4 separate regions of the Sus scrofa genome follow, and all the other regions are linked to region 2. The links are chromatin contacts, called in public Hi-C and HiChIP or PLAC-seq maps. All regions are on one chromosome and are shown on one strand. The core of a region is the stretch at or near the end of the contact, and the rest is flanking DNA. Distances in the headings are between cores, read along the strand shown. Region 1 has its middle 21 kb from the start of TRAF6. Region 2 holds the start of FJX1 (four-jointed box protein 1). Region 3 overlaps LOC102163604 (a long non-coding RNA gene). Region 4 holds the start of APIP (methylthioribulose-1-phosphate dehydratase).

The links. A called contact is a pair of places that touch in the nucleus more often than the background predicts. HiChIP or PLAC-seq counts read pairs in DNA pulled down with a chosen protein or histone mark.
Region 1: an H3K27ac HiChIP or PLAC-seq map of alveolar macrophages shows a contact between it and region 2. The contact joins the enhancer-like site here to the promoter of FJX1 in region 2. A contact is called at or near these places in 9 of 47 Hi-C or Micro-C datasets (embryonic fibroblasts, fetal skeletal muscle, fibroblasts and 5 more) and 2 of 2 datasets of contacts at active chromatin or transcription factors (alveolar macrophages and skeletal muscle).
Region 3: an H3K27ac HiChIP or PLAC-seq map of alveolar macrophages shows a contact between it and region 2. The contact joins the enhancer-like site here to the promoter of FJX1 in region 2. A contact is called at or near these places in 3 of 5 promoter capture datasets (fetal skeletal muscle, liver and skeletal muscle), 25 of 47 Hi-C or Micro-C datasets (alveolar macrophages, brain, embryonic fibroblasts and 15 more) and 2 of 2 datasets of contacts at active chromatin or transcription factors (alveolar macrophages and skeletal muscle).
Region 4: a Hi-C map of fetal skeletal muscle shows a contact between it and region 2, with 2.6 times the contacts expected there. The contact joins the promoter of APIP here to the promoter of FJX1 in region 2. A contact is called at or near these places in 1 of 5 promoter capture datasets (liver), 2 of 47 Hi-C or Micro-C datasets (embryonic fibroblasts and fetal skeletal muscle) and 1 of 2 datasets of contacts at active chromatin or transcription factors (alveolar macrophages).

The regions. Positions count from the first base shown.
Region 1 is chr2:24,627,467-24,630,538 of Sscrofa11.1, reverse strand. It overlaps a transcript of TRAF6 not described here. Among named protein-coding and RNA genes, the nearest start is that of TRAF6, 21 kb to the right of the region's middle. Within about 2 kb of position 1,593, at least 4 of the 83 cell types and tissues checked have an H3K27ac peak or open chromatin away from gene starts, as enhancers often do. A contact at or near this core is called in alveolar macrophages, where this site is marked.
Region 2 is chr2:25,422,162-25,425,292 of Sscrofa11.1, reverse strand. FJX1 (four-jointed box protein 1) reads left to right here and starts at 1,744. Exons shown (of 1, transcript XM_003353898.4): 1 at 1,744-3,131. The coding sequence starts at 2,386. It also overlaps a transcript of PAMR1 not described here.
Region 3 is chr2:24,845,732-24,848,701 of Sscrofa11.1, reverse strand. The region is part of intron 1 of LOC102163604 (a long non-coding RNA gene); the gene reads left to right. Among named protein-coding and RNA genes, the nearest start is that of COMMD9, 28 kb to the right of the region's middle. Within about 2 kb of position 1,646, at least 8 of the 83 cell types and tissues checked have an H3K27ac peak or open chromatin away from gene starts, as enhancers often do. A contact at or near this core is called in alveolar macrophages, omental adipose tissue and skeletal muscle, where this site is marked.
Region 4 is chr2:26,093,569-26,096,421 of Sscrofa11.1, reverse strand. It overlaps APIP (methylthioribulose-1-phosphate dehydratase), which reads right to left and starts at 1,402. Exons shown (of 8, transcript XM_003122870.3): 1 at 1,147-1,402. The coding sequence starts at 1,203. It overlaps PDHX (pyruvate dehydrogenase protein X component, mitochondrial), which reads left to right and starts at 1,527. Exons shown (of 13, transcript XM_003122869.4): 1 at 1,527-1,729. The coding sequence starts at 1,576.

The sequences.
Region 1 (3,072 bases), core at 344-2,843, 790 kb after region 2:
ACGTTACCACTGAGCCACAATGGGGACTCCTGGATCTTGTTTTACTAGCCCTTCAGTCCATAGAAGAATTCAGAGGAGCAGTGGAACCGGAGCTTTCCTTTAATAAAACTGACTACCTCAGGCTGAGTCAAGGAGAGAGAGGCAAGAACATCAGGAACAGCCAAGAGGCAAGACTGTGAGTGGGCAGGGGTGGGTGGGGTGGTGGCGTGAGGTGGGGGATGGGGCTGGAGCCCAGACTGGGTGGAACAAGAGCAAGGCACAGTCTGGAAGGCCCCACTAACCCCAGTGGACACTTGACTGTGTGTGTATGTGTACTTGGCCTCTAGCCTTCTGGGCTACTTTAAATCCTCAGATCTTGACTCTGGAGGCAAGGCATTGTGATAAACCCATTTGTGCTCTGGGGACTATATTTTATAAGTGAAAAAAGAACAGAAAATATCAGAATGCATCAGATGTACTAAAAGCAAGTGTTTGATAAACCTTTCATGTTAGGTGGGTACATATTATTTATTCATTTATCTCTATCTAGTCTAATTTATTGTGGGTAGTGAAAAAAAAATTCCAAAAACATGGACCCTAAAGGCATAAAAAACAGTCAATTTCAATTCTATTACTCTAATTGTATTCAGAAAACCTGCCTTACTTCCTTTCCATCTTTCACAATGGCTCCAAAGGAATCTCAAATCAGTTGGAAATAAATTCTACGTTCAGGCTCCTAACTAGTCTAAGAAGGAATGACTAGTTACCATCCTTAAGCCCTTTCGGTGGGGCTTTGTCTACTTTATCTAGACACCTCAAGTGAAATGACCAGCCTGGGCAAAGGAACTAAGGATTAAGACGAAGAGGCCAGACCTCCTCAGACAGAACTCGCGCTCTATTTTTAAATCACCCTCTGCCAGTCAGGATAGAGCAGCTAGGAGGAAAGTGGGGTAAGAAGGGGAAGGATTATTTTTCAGGATTTGGAGATCTATTTTTCAGTGCAGTTCTATTATTTAGCTTTCCGTAGCATAAATTCTGTGAAGATCAGACTTGCTGACCCACTTTTATATTAAAATGTACAAAACCCTACCCAGCCTAGCAAAAACTTTGTGATTATGCATCATTTTCTGCCAAGGCTACAACCATCACTTTACGAAGTAATCCTACCCCTGCTGGTCCTTGTACAAAAGTTAGTTTTGAGACTATGACAACACTGTAACAGACATCTGTAAGAATGGACTAGATGTGTTGTTAAAACCTGAAAACTGCCTGAGAAGACAAAACAGTCTAGTCATTCAAGCAACTCTTAATTTAGCTTATCTTGCAAGACAAGTGAGGCTAACTTGACCTATGTCACTTCTTGCTTATGCCTCTGAAAACCATAAGCGAAACTTAAACTGTTCCCCCAAATTGATAATAAACACTAACCAATTCTCTTTCATTTAAGAAAATTCTAATACTGTAAACAATAACTATTAACAAAAAAAACACTGTCCCCAAGCTAGATAAGCTGCATTATAACAATACACTTCTGAGCTGCATTCCAGGTTTTGGTTCAAATGCTCCCAGTTTGCAAACCTTTGGTGCATGTGCAATAAACTTTTACCAATTACCACTTCAATGATTCATTGGTTTTACTTCTGTTTTTTCCTGAACTTTTGACAGTGTCAAATGTAACCCAAGAGGCAGAATTTTTTTTTAAATTTCTATAGCTTATTCTGGGATTAATAACTACTTCACTTTTGAATATTTAATTTAAAAATAAAGGTGGGGTTTTATAAAGCAATTACATGTCTTACCAGCTTTCACATTCCACGTAGGGAAATTAAGTCTATTTTAGAAGAAATAGGGGTTGACCCTTTGAAAGCTTATTAAAAATGATTTTAACTGCCCCACAAGAGACAGCCATTACTTCAAAACTTATCCATGGAGCATCTGAACGCTAAGGAGGGGCGGGGAGAACACAGCGCAGAAACTGGTGAGAACTAAGGCTTCTCATTTACCTGTTTCACAATAAGTTCAACCAGTTGTCTGGTTTCACACTCTCACTAGTTTCTTTCCCCTTGGGCCTAATTTTGTTTTGCGAAATGCAGTCTTTCAGGCTCTGGGGCAGAAACCACAGCCTAAACCAAGGACTAGAATGAATCCTCATTTATTATTTCCTGAAAGGGCAGAACATTAATTTCATTTCAAGTGAAAATTAGTGCCTATGATTTTTTCCTCCCTATTAGTGAGTTACAGAGTCTCCAAAATAGAAAAAAGACAAAAATTAAAGCAGTCTTACTAAAAAACAGTTGAAATATCCGTATTTCATTTTATTTAGAGTACTTGTGGGGTAAAGATACTGGTGTAATGTAGAGGCTAAGAAAGTATCAACAACCAACAGGAGGGGTAGGCATGTCAGTCTGGCATGTGTTTTCTTCTAAGTTAATATTCAACGAGGTGCCAATCAGGGAACACGGTTTGGATCATATCCTTGCAACCAAGATGTGGTCTAAGGTTAAAAACTCATGCCTTTGAGAGATAAACGTGAACCTACATTCATCACACGGGTTTAGAAACAAGGCACCTGATCGACTACATGGAGCACAGAGACCCTGTTTAGCCCTTGGTTGACCCTGCAATTCAACTGTATGGACCTGACGGAGACAGCCCATGGCTGAGCTGGCAGAAGCAGGGCTGTTCCATGCTGTGCGTGGTGGGGGTCGGGGAGCAGGGCAGGGTGTGTGGCAGTTAAGTCAGGATGGCTTCCCCACCCTTTCACACAGCCTGTTCTTAAACTGAACATTGATTTTCAGTCTTTGTAGGATAAATGTCTACCTCCTTCCCCTTTTCATTCACCCCTTCACAAAACACAGTATTTCAGAGTCCAGATGGGTTAGGAAAACCACTCACAAATTCTGTGGCACTAGTAAGCTTTAAGCAACAGCAAATTTTTTGTCTTTTTAGGGCCGCACCGTGGCATAGATCCCAGGCTGGGGATCAAATCAGAGCCACAGCTGCGAACCTATGCCACAGTCACAGCAACGCAGGGTCTGAGCCGTCTGTGACCTACACCACAACGCTGGATTCTAAACCCACCGAACGAGGTCA
Region 2 (3,131 bases), core at 495-2,994:
ATAGCTTCTGTTCACAGCTAAAAAGACAGACATGGACTACACCAGATTTCCCTACAGCCCTAGGACATGGTGTGGGCCATGGTGGCCAGATAATATTCTCAGACTTTAACTTAATTAACCGACCTGTTGAAAGCGTATACTTCTCTCTAGTTAGATGATATTCTACTTATGCCCACAAGGTGGGGATCTTGCTTATAGTTTATCCAAGCTGAAAGCAACGCATTCAAAAAAAAAAAAATTCTCAAAAGTAAAACCAAAAGATAAAAAATTAAACTCAATTTACTGAGCACTTTTTTAGTGCAATATACTATGTTAGGTGATAAAGACACATAGAAAGTTGTTACGACATAGTCCTTCCCCATTAGGGAAAGATGAGGGTTAGGAGTTTGCACAGAGCATGAAGAGAGTACCTTTAATGAATTAAGATTTTGATATATCCATATGGGGGCCATAGTAATATCATCAGGTAATATGTATAAAATGGCATGGTACTGCCACCGTGGGGTGCAGAAGAGATTCAGCAAAGACCCAACACTTCAGTCACTATGGAAACACTTGACACTACACTGGATCAGCACTGGAAGGCCCCAGGTGTGGTCCTTGGACCCTCTTAGTCACAAACTTTAGAGTATCTGCCCTCTAACTCTAGAATATTCATTCTTTGGAGCATAAATATAATCAAGGCCAGGTCATGAGCTGTTGCAGTGAAAACCCCCATTTGTATCTGATGGGGGATAAAAAGAAAGAAAAGAAACACATGAAAGGAAACAGATTTCAAACTCCTGCTTTCAGAGGTGGATTCCACCCCCATCCCCCCCAAACTTGTGTCTTACCTGAGAATCTTGATTTGGATCTGGGACACAGGCTCATTCAGGGAAGTGAGAGGGAGAGCCGATTCTTATCCAAGAGCTCTCTAGGAGGACTGAATGCAAAAGTGGCTGGAAGACAATATGGTTTGTTTTGTTTTGTTTTTTTATTCTTTACTTTTTTGCTCCTCCACCCCCTCCTCCAACCACTTCTTCCCTTAAACCATTAAACTATGAAGTCAAATGCAATATGGTGGATTTTTTTTTTCATTTGTTGAATTGAAAATCCTATTTGAGGAATATAGTGACTAGCTAAATGACAATGGTCTTTTAAAAAAGGAGAATGCTAACAACTTGATAAAGATAGTGAACTTTCTCCCTAGAGGGAAAATCAAGTGGCATGCTGCCCAGAGACCTCAGTTTGAATTTTAGTTTCTCCACTTGCTACCTCTGGGATCTTGAGTTCGCCTATCCCTTCTCTGCCTCAGTTTCCTCCTGGGCAAAAGAGGACCATTTCATTGGAGAAATGGTCTCCGAAGCCCCTTCTCCTGCATCAGATCTGATCCTCGGTAACAAAGCTCTCTGGGGCAACCGGTACATCTCCCTAGAATGTGAGCTTCGTAAGCACGGGGACCGCATCTCCGCATTTTACTGCTCTCTGACCAGAACTGAGGACAGATACTTTGTTGAACACCTGCCTAGGTGTTTGGGCACAGCAAAGTTTAATTCCCAGTGAGTCCCTCGGGAAAGGCGGAGCTACCAACCTCAAAGCGCACAGCCCTCAGGGACCAGTGTGGTGAGCGCGCTCAGGAAAGGGGGTGTCGGTTCAAAGTTGTTTGCTACAGATGGTTCTCCTAACCGGGCTGGAGTCATATCCTCTGTGGCTCGGAGAGATTCCCAGGGATTTACATAAGGCAGGGTGAATCACCGTCTGCAACGGAGAAGGCAAAGGGACCCGCCCCAATCCACGCCGGGCGGCGCGGAGAGAGCGGTGGGGGTTAGTCTGAACTTTGCTGGAGGACGGGAGCTTCCCTAGTGCAGGGACTCCGCGACCACTCTAACCCCCGCGAGAGCCAGAGGCGCGTAGCTCCCACCCCGCGTGACTTCAGCTCGGTGCTGCCGGCTCCGACGCCCCCACGCGGGCGCCGCCAACCCGGCTTCCTGCTCCTGGCCCCTAAGTCCCTGAGTGAGTGTGGGACCGCTTCTCCCGCTTGGAAAGAGCCATCGCCGCTTTAAGGGGAAGAGAAGAGGAAGGGGCGGGGGAGTGAAGGGGGGCGGGGAGCGGCGGAGGAGGAGGGGGAGGGGGATCCCCCCTCGCTCCCACGTGGTCCGGGCGCCTGTGAATCGCGCCCGCCGGAGGGTCTCACAGCGAAATACAAAAGCAGCTGGGAAGCGGCAGCGAGGCTAGTTCTCAGCGCCGGGCAGAGCGCCGGCTAGTCTCGCAGCGCCCCGCTGCAGCGATGGAGCTGAGGCGCCCGGAGCCCCGGAGCCAACGAGCTGCCGGGCCCGCCTCGCCGCCGAGACCCGGGCGCCGGGGCTTGGCTTGAAGCGGCGGCGGCACCGGCCCGGCCGGGGAAGCATGGGCTGGAGGATGCGGGGCGCCGCCGCCACCGCGGGGCTCTGGCTACTGGCGCTGGGCTCGCTGCTAGCGCTGTGGGGCGGGCTCCTGCCGCCGCGGACCGAGCTGCCCGCCTCTCAGACGCCCAAAGACCGACTCCCTCGGCGCCCGGCCCGGAGCGGAGGCCGGGAGCCAGCGCCTCGCTTCCCTCTGCCCCCGCCCCTGGCGCGGGACGCCCGCGGCGGCTCCCTGAAAACTTTCCGGGTTCTGCTCACCTTGGCGGCGAGCTCTGACGGCCCGCCCGGGCAGCCCCCGGGTGAGCGCAGGCGGCACGTGCCAACCGGACGGTCCTGGCCGGAGGAACGCGCCGCGGTGCACGGGGGCGTCTTCTGGAGCCGCGGCCTGGAGGAGCAGGTGCCCCCGGGCTTCTCCGAGGCCCAGGCGGCGGCGTGGCTGGAGGCGGCGCGCAGCGCCCGGGTGGTGGCCCTGGAGCGCGGGGGTTGCGGGCGCAGCTCCAACCGGCTGGCTCGCTTCGCCGACGGCACCCGCGCCTGCGTGCGCTACGGCATCAACCCGGAGCAGATACAGGGCGAGGCCCTGTCTTACTACCTGGCACGCCTGCTGGGCCTCCAGCGCCACGTGCCGCCGCTGGCACTGGCTCGGGTGGAAGCTCGGGGCGCGCAGTGGGCTCAGGTGCAGGAAGAGCTTCGTGCCGCTCACTGGACCGAGGGCAGCGTAGTAAGCCTGACTCGGTGGCTGCCCAACCT
Region 3 (2,970 bases), core at 397-2,896, 580 kb after region 2:
CCAGAGTTCTGGCCCCCGGCAGCCCTGGCCCTGGGTTATCCATGCAGCTTTAGCTCCTGGTCTGGATGGAGCACAGAGATGCCCATGGGACCTAATCACCTGCATCAAAGGGCAGAGGAGCCCGGTACCCAGAGGATGCCTGAAGGAAGTGCAAGTCACCTGGGAACAGCTTCCTTGCCAACCTTCCCTTCTTACCACCTGCCACCAGTGGGTCAGGCTCCCCCTCCTGCAGGCGGGAGAAGCAGGGGACCGCTGAGGACCACATGCAGTTAGAGCATCCCTGGGGACCGTGGTACTGGAGGCGAGAAGGAGAAGGGTCTCTGTGATGGACACCGTCCCCCTGAGACTTGGTTTCCCCTGGGGCAGCAGGCCCCAAACTAAACCCTCCTCTCCAGACACACACCCCTTCACTCACTCACTCAACCAATGATACTTGAGATGCCAGCTGGCAGGAGAGCTGAGTGGCCGCTGGACCAGTTTCGTGAGGACCTTCAGACAGAGGCTTTCGAGAAAGCCACAGACATCTCAACATAAGGCACGGGCTTGAAGCCTCCCCAGAGCCAGAGACGCTCTCCACAAAGCCAGCAGCATTTCCTGCCCACCCCCCTTCCTCCCGGCCCCAATCTTCCCTCTGCTGCCTGGAATAACCACGTCCTGCTGCCAGGAGCTGTAGCCCTCTGACATGGGCCCCTCCCCAACCCCCAGCTTTCTTCTTTGGTTCTGTCCTCTGTTCCCAACTGCCCTGAATGTCACAAGGTCCCTCTGAACTCGAGTCCATCTGGAGCAGCTCCCTCCCCAGCAGGACAGCCTGGCGTTCCCAGCCTCAGGGGGCCAGTAGCCCCCACCTTCCCCACCCACGTCTTCTCCTTGATTTTGATTCTGTTCCCCCTGCCCTGGAAAAAGGCTTCTTCGCATTGTAAATTCCTGTGCCTTAGTTTTTCCAGAAATGGAAAACCAGAGCTCGCTGGTGGCCTAGTGATTAAGGATCTAGCATTGTCACTACTATGGCTCGGGTTCGACCCCTGGCCAGGGAAATTCTGCATGTAGTGGTTGCGGCTCCCCGTCCCCCCCACCCCAAAGAAATGGGACCAGAAGACACTTAGCTGTGTGAGCTCCAGTGAGTTATTTCACGTCTCTGAGCCTCTGTTTCCTGACCTGAGGATGGCTTAGGGCACATGACGGCCAGAGGCTTTATGTGACAAAGTCGAAGTGGGTCCCACTGTCGGCAGATCCATCCCACTGGGTTGATGAGAAACACAAACAGGTTTCTGAGTCTGCTAAGGAAAAGCTCACGCCGTTCAGAAGGGCTGTGTCGGTGGAGAAACACCTAGAAAGTGCCAGCTCTTTCTCGAAACTCCACTCCCCCCCACCCCCACACTGCAGAGGTCAGGGCTGAGGCCAGAGGCCCCACCCAGAACTGTAGGAAATGCTTTCTGCAGGCACCTGGCAGCCGCCTGGTGCTGAGCTTAGAGGCTGGAGCAGAGCCATTTTGCAAGGAGCCGGCAGAGATGAGTTTAATTTGCCAGATAAATGTGTCAGGGTGGGGAGCAGAACGAAGCTGGGCTGGAAGGACACCTTCACCAGCGACCTGAAGTCTCGGTCAAGGTCTCTAACGTGGGGTGTCCCTCACAGGGACCACGCCCCCTGGGGGCTTGTTTGCAGTCTCGCTGCCTCTTAGTTGTGACATGAGTGGGACAGGCTCTCTGGTCCCCATGTACGTGCTTTCACTCAACTTCATCACCCAAAATGCAGGGCGATGCCAAATACCATGTAAGCAGGCGCCGGAGATGGTGAGGGAAGAAGGTGGGCGTGGCCCCTGCTCTCCGATGGGCCGTGGGCGTGGGACACCCGCATCTCTCCCCAGCCACCGGAGGCGCTGAGAGCTGTCCCTGCTGATCTCAAGCTGCTCCCCTGGCTTCTGTGTCCAGAGCTTGATGCTCGTTATTGTTTTAAAAAGAAAAAATTAGACATCACAGAATCGAAGCTCTGCCCAGGATCATATCTACTCCCTGGGGCCAGTGCTCCGTCTGCAATGTGGCACCACTTCTGGTTTAACCCTTTCCATCTTGCCCCCCACAGGGCTGATGAGGAAGCTGGTAAAGGTGAGCTCAAGGCAGGTGGTGGAGAAACTGTAACTCAGAGTTCCCGTTGTGGCTTAGCAGTAAAGAACCGACTAGTATCCCTAAGGACACAGGTTCGATCCCTGGCCTCGCTCAGTGGGTTAAGGATCTGGTGTTTCCGTGAGCTGCGGTGTAGGTTGCAGATGTGGCTCAGATCTGGTGTTGCTGTGGCTGTGGTGTAGGCTAGCAGATACAGCTCCAATTTGACCCCTAGCCTGGGAACCTCCATGTGCTGCAGGTGCAGCCCTAAAGAGAGACAGACAGAAAGAAAGGGAGAGTGAGAGGAGGGAAGGGAGGAGAGAGGAAAAGAAACTGCCACGGGACATGGAGTGGCACCTATACTGAGGACGACGAGGAAGCACAGACTGTCTAAACAAGGCAATAACACGATGCATCTCCCATGGATTTATTATGTTCATTTAGCAAATATTTCCTGAGCACATCCATTGTGTAGACCTGTGCTGGTTCTGGGGATATAGGTCGAGCAACACAGACAAGCTTCTCCCCCTCATGGTACTTTCTAGTGGGGAGACAAACAATGACTCATTAAATAGATAAGTGTTCACATAAATTCATAAAGAAGAGTTGATATCGGGGAGTGGGAAGGAGACAAATGGGATTCTGCAACTGAGAAGAAAAGGAGGAATCTTCTTTAGAGAGGATGGCCTGAGAAAATCTAAGGAAGTGGCTTTCTTGCTGAGCCCTAAAAATGAGAAGGAGGCAATCATGTGAAAACTAGGGGAAAGAGTGCTGCGTGGGGATGGGGAGTGGAAGGGGGTGAGGAAGCAGTGTGTGCAAAGGCCCTGTGGCAGGAAAGAGCTTAGAGGACCCCTGGACCTGACGGTTGGTG
Region 4 (2,853 bases), core at 153-2,652, 670 kb before region 2:
ACCATTAATGATCTTACTGCTCTTCTAGATATGAGAAGACACAAGAAATTGGGGTCATAAAATCTCCTGAAAATATCTAACTATCAGAAGGCCTAGTCTGCCAGTTTTTCACAGAACACAGAGTGCCTCATTCCTGATCTCCCTGGCCTTCTTTCAAGAGTGTGCTGAAGGTCAGCGGCTGACTGCAGCGGCTAATGACCTAAACCTTGTGGAGGCAGCGGGTGGGTGACAATTTTTAGTTGGCAGTGAAAAGAGGAATAAATACGTAAATTGTAATAAGTGAGAGGAAGAAAACAAGTGACTTTGCTCATCTCTGGAAAGTCATTTATTCACAGAAATACTGGCTGATAAGTTTTTCCTAATAAAATCTGCCACCTTTTACTTTTTAATTGGGACCTTCTGCCCCAAGGAAGAATAACAGGAGGAATAAAGAATCAGGTCGTGATTTGAGGGGGAATTCCCAGTCTCTTCAGCAGCGCTTCTCACTTGTAATGGTTTACTGGTCTAGCTCTCCTCCAGAACCCAGGCCATTGTCTTAATTACCACCCTGAGCACATGGGTGTTCCATAAATTGTTGGCATGCAGAAGTGAATGAAAAGTTATGTGCAGCCCGAGGGTGGAATCTTCCTGTGACTTCTGCTTAAGGAAAAATCCTTCCTAGATCATCCCACAACCAATCTAAACAGAAGCAGGCAAAGAGCAACTTGCGCAGAGAAAGTGCCAGCTACTGAACAGATCCGGCTCGGGGACGTTTCCCAAGTACCTACTACGCGCCAAATGTCAGGCTGGTCGCCAGGGCGCAGAAGAGCTCATAGTCTGAGCTCCGTTTCACCCGCGGCTTCACGTTTCCCCGGTCTTCATGAGAAGTTACTTTGAAATACACACTTAATACCGCTCTCCTCCGTTATTTTTCCTTATTCAAGGTTTGGTGCCCAGCTCCTGTCTCCAGAGAACCCCAGCCGGTGGAGCAAAGACCTCAGCGGGAGCCGGGGACTTAGGTCAGCACCCGCAGCGGAAACCGCGGTGCGCGAGGGTCCCGTTGGGTCCGGCCCGAAACCCCACCCCGCCCGCGCCTAGCTTCCGCCGCCGAGCCCCGCAGGCGCCTCGCTTCCAGGGAATAGAAGGCGCCGGCGGCCCCGCCCCTACCTGCGCGAGGCATTGCCGCGAGCTACAGTCTCCCTCTGGAGCGTGACAGCCAGACATGGCCGGGAGCAGAGGTACCCGCGCCCTCCGGTCTTCGCAAGGCTTTGCTCCCGGCCCTCAGTTGGGGCTAACACGGCGAGGCCAGAAATGCAATCAGGCGGTGTGGAGGGCAGTCCGGAGGCGGGGCGGACAAGACGAAAGGCGGGTCCGGGAGGGCCTCGCTGACCGGAGGCCCAACCGCGCAGCCTCATGACCGGGAGGCGAGGCCAACGAGTTTGGAGGCGGAGCTAGAAGAGCTGCTTGATTCCTGCGGTTTACGAGTCGCGGGCGTCCAGGGGGCGTGTCCAACGGGGTGGGAGGCGGGGCCTTGTAGGGCCTTGATGACTGGGCGAACAGGCTGTGCTGAGGGCAGCCCGCGAGAAGGCTGGGAAGATGGCGGCCTCCTGGAGGCTAGGCTGTGACCCGCGGGTGATGCGTTGCCTCCTGGGCTTTGGCAACTGCCCGGGGCTGGTGAAGGGAGCTGCTGGATGGTCTCTCGGCCGCGGAGCTAGTTGGAGATGGTATCACAGCACGCAGTCTCTTTGGGGTGAGTGGCCGGGACGCGCTCAGCTCCTCTGTGCATCTGAGCAACGGGCCTGGGGCAGGGGCTTTTTGATTAAGGGCCTGCACCTGGGTGTGGAGGTGCCCGGAGCCTCCCCGCTCCCTTGGCTTTGTCTCGGGGAGGGTTCTGCTGACTTGGCCTCGTGCATGCCGCAAAGGGTTTTTTGGAAGCTAGGAGAATTTGACTCCGTTCCCTGGCCTCCTGGTTGGTATGGCTTCTCCGTGACCTTGCCTTGGATTTGGGGTTGTGCGGCCTCTCTCAAGCCCCTTCCTAGTCATTGTTAGTTTCCTTTAGAGTTGTCAAGTTGCCCAAGTTTGCTGAGATTTAGACGTCACGTTAGTGGTTTTTATTCATTGTTTTCACCCTTGTCTACTGGAAGATCTTAGAGGCCAGCGGGGTTGCCTCACGCGAGTACTGGTAAAGGACTCAATTTGTAAATGTCTAGGCATCATAGGCATAGGTCCGGAAAAATGTTTTATGCGAAACATGGCTTGAAAGAGTGGAAATTTAGGGGGAGAAGCTTACCAAGAAGTGTCGACTTAAAGCCAGGCCGCCCAAGTGTTGTGAGTTTTAAGTTTTATTCAGAATATGAGTGAGGATTTTAGCCTGGGAGACAGCCGCTCTGCAGAGGTAGAGAAGCCAGATTGTATGTGAATTTTTTGGCTAGGAGATAAATGCGGTTAGGCATACAGGTTGATAAAAGATTACTGCTAATCACAAAGAGCAGATATCTCAGGTTAATGGTTTTAGTATTTTTCTATGAATGGGAAGATATAAGAATTCAGGATCATTAAAATTCTTCTTGAAATGTGTTTCGAATTATCTAAGGGCCTCTTTATCCAAAACACCCAGTGCTTCATCCTGAATTCCTCTCAGGTTGCACTGTCTGTCGCTGGGCAACTGCAGTGGGTTATGATTTAACCCTTGTAGAACTGGATTTGCCATTGAAATTCTTCATTGTTTACAAAACTTATTGTTGAAAGTTGTCTTTAAGTAGTGATATTGACAGAGCTAACACAATTCCTACGGTGTTTAATGGTATATACTGTAGTGTGCCCTGCATTATTTTTCTTTACATGAGGATGGGGGTGGGGCGGATTTTGAGTGTG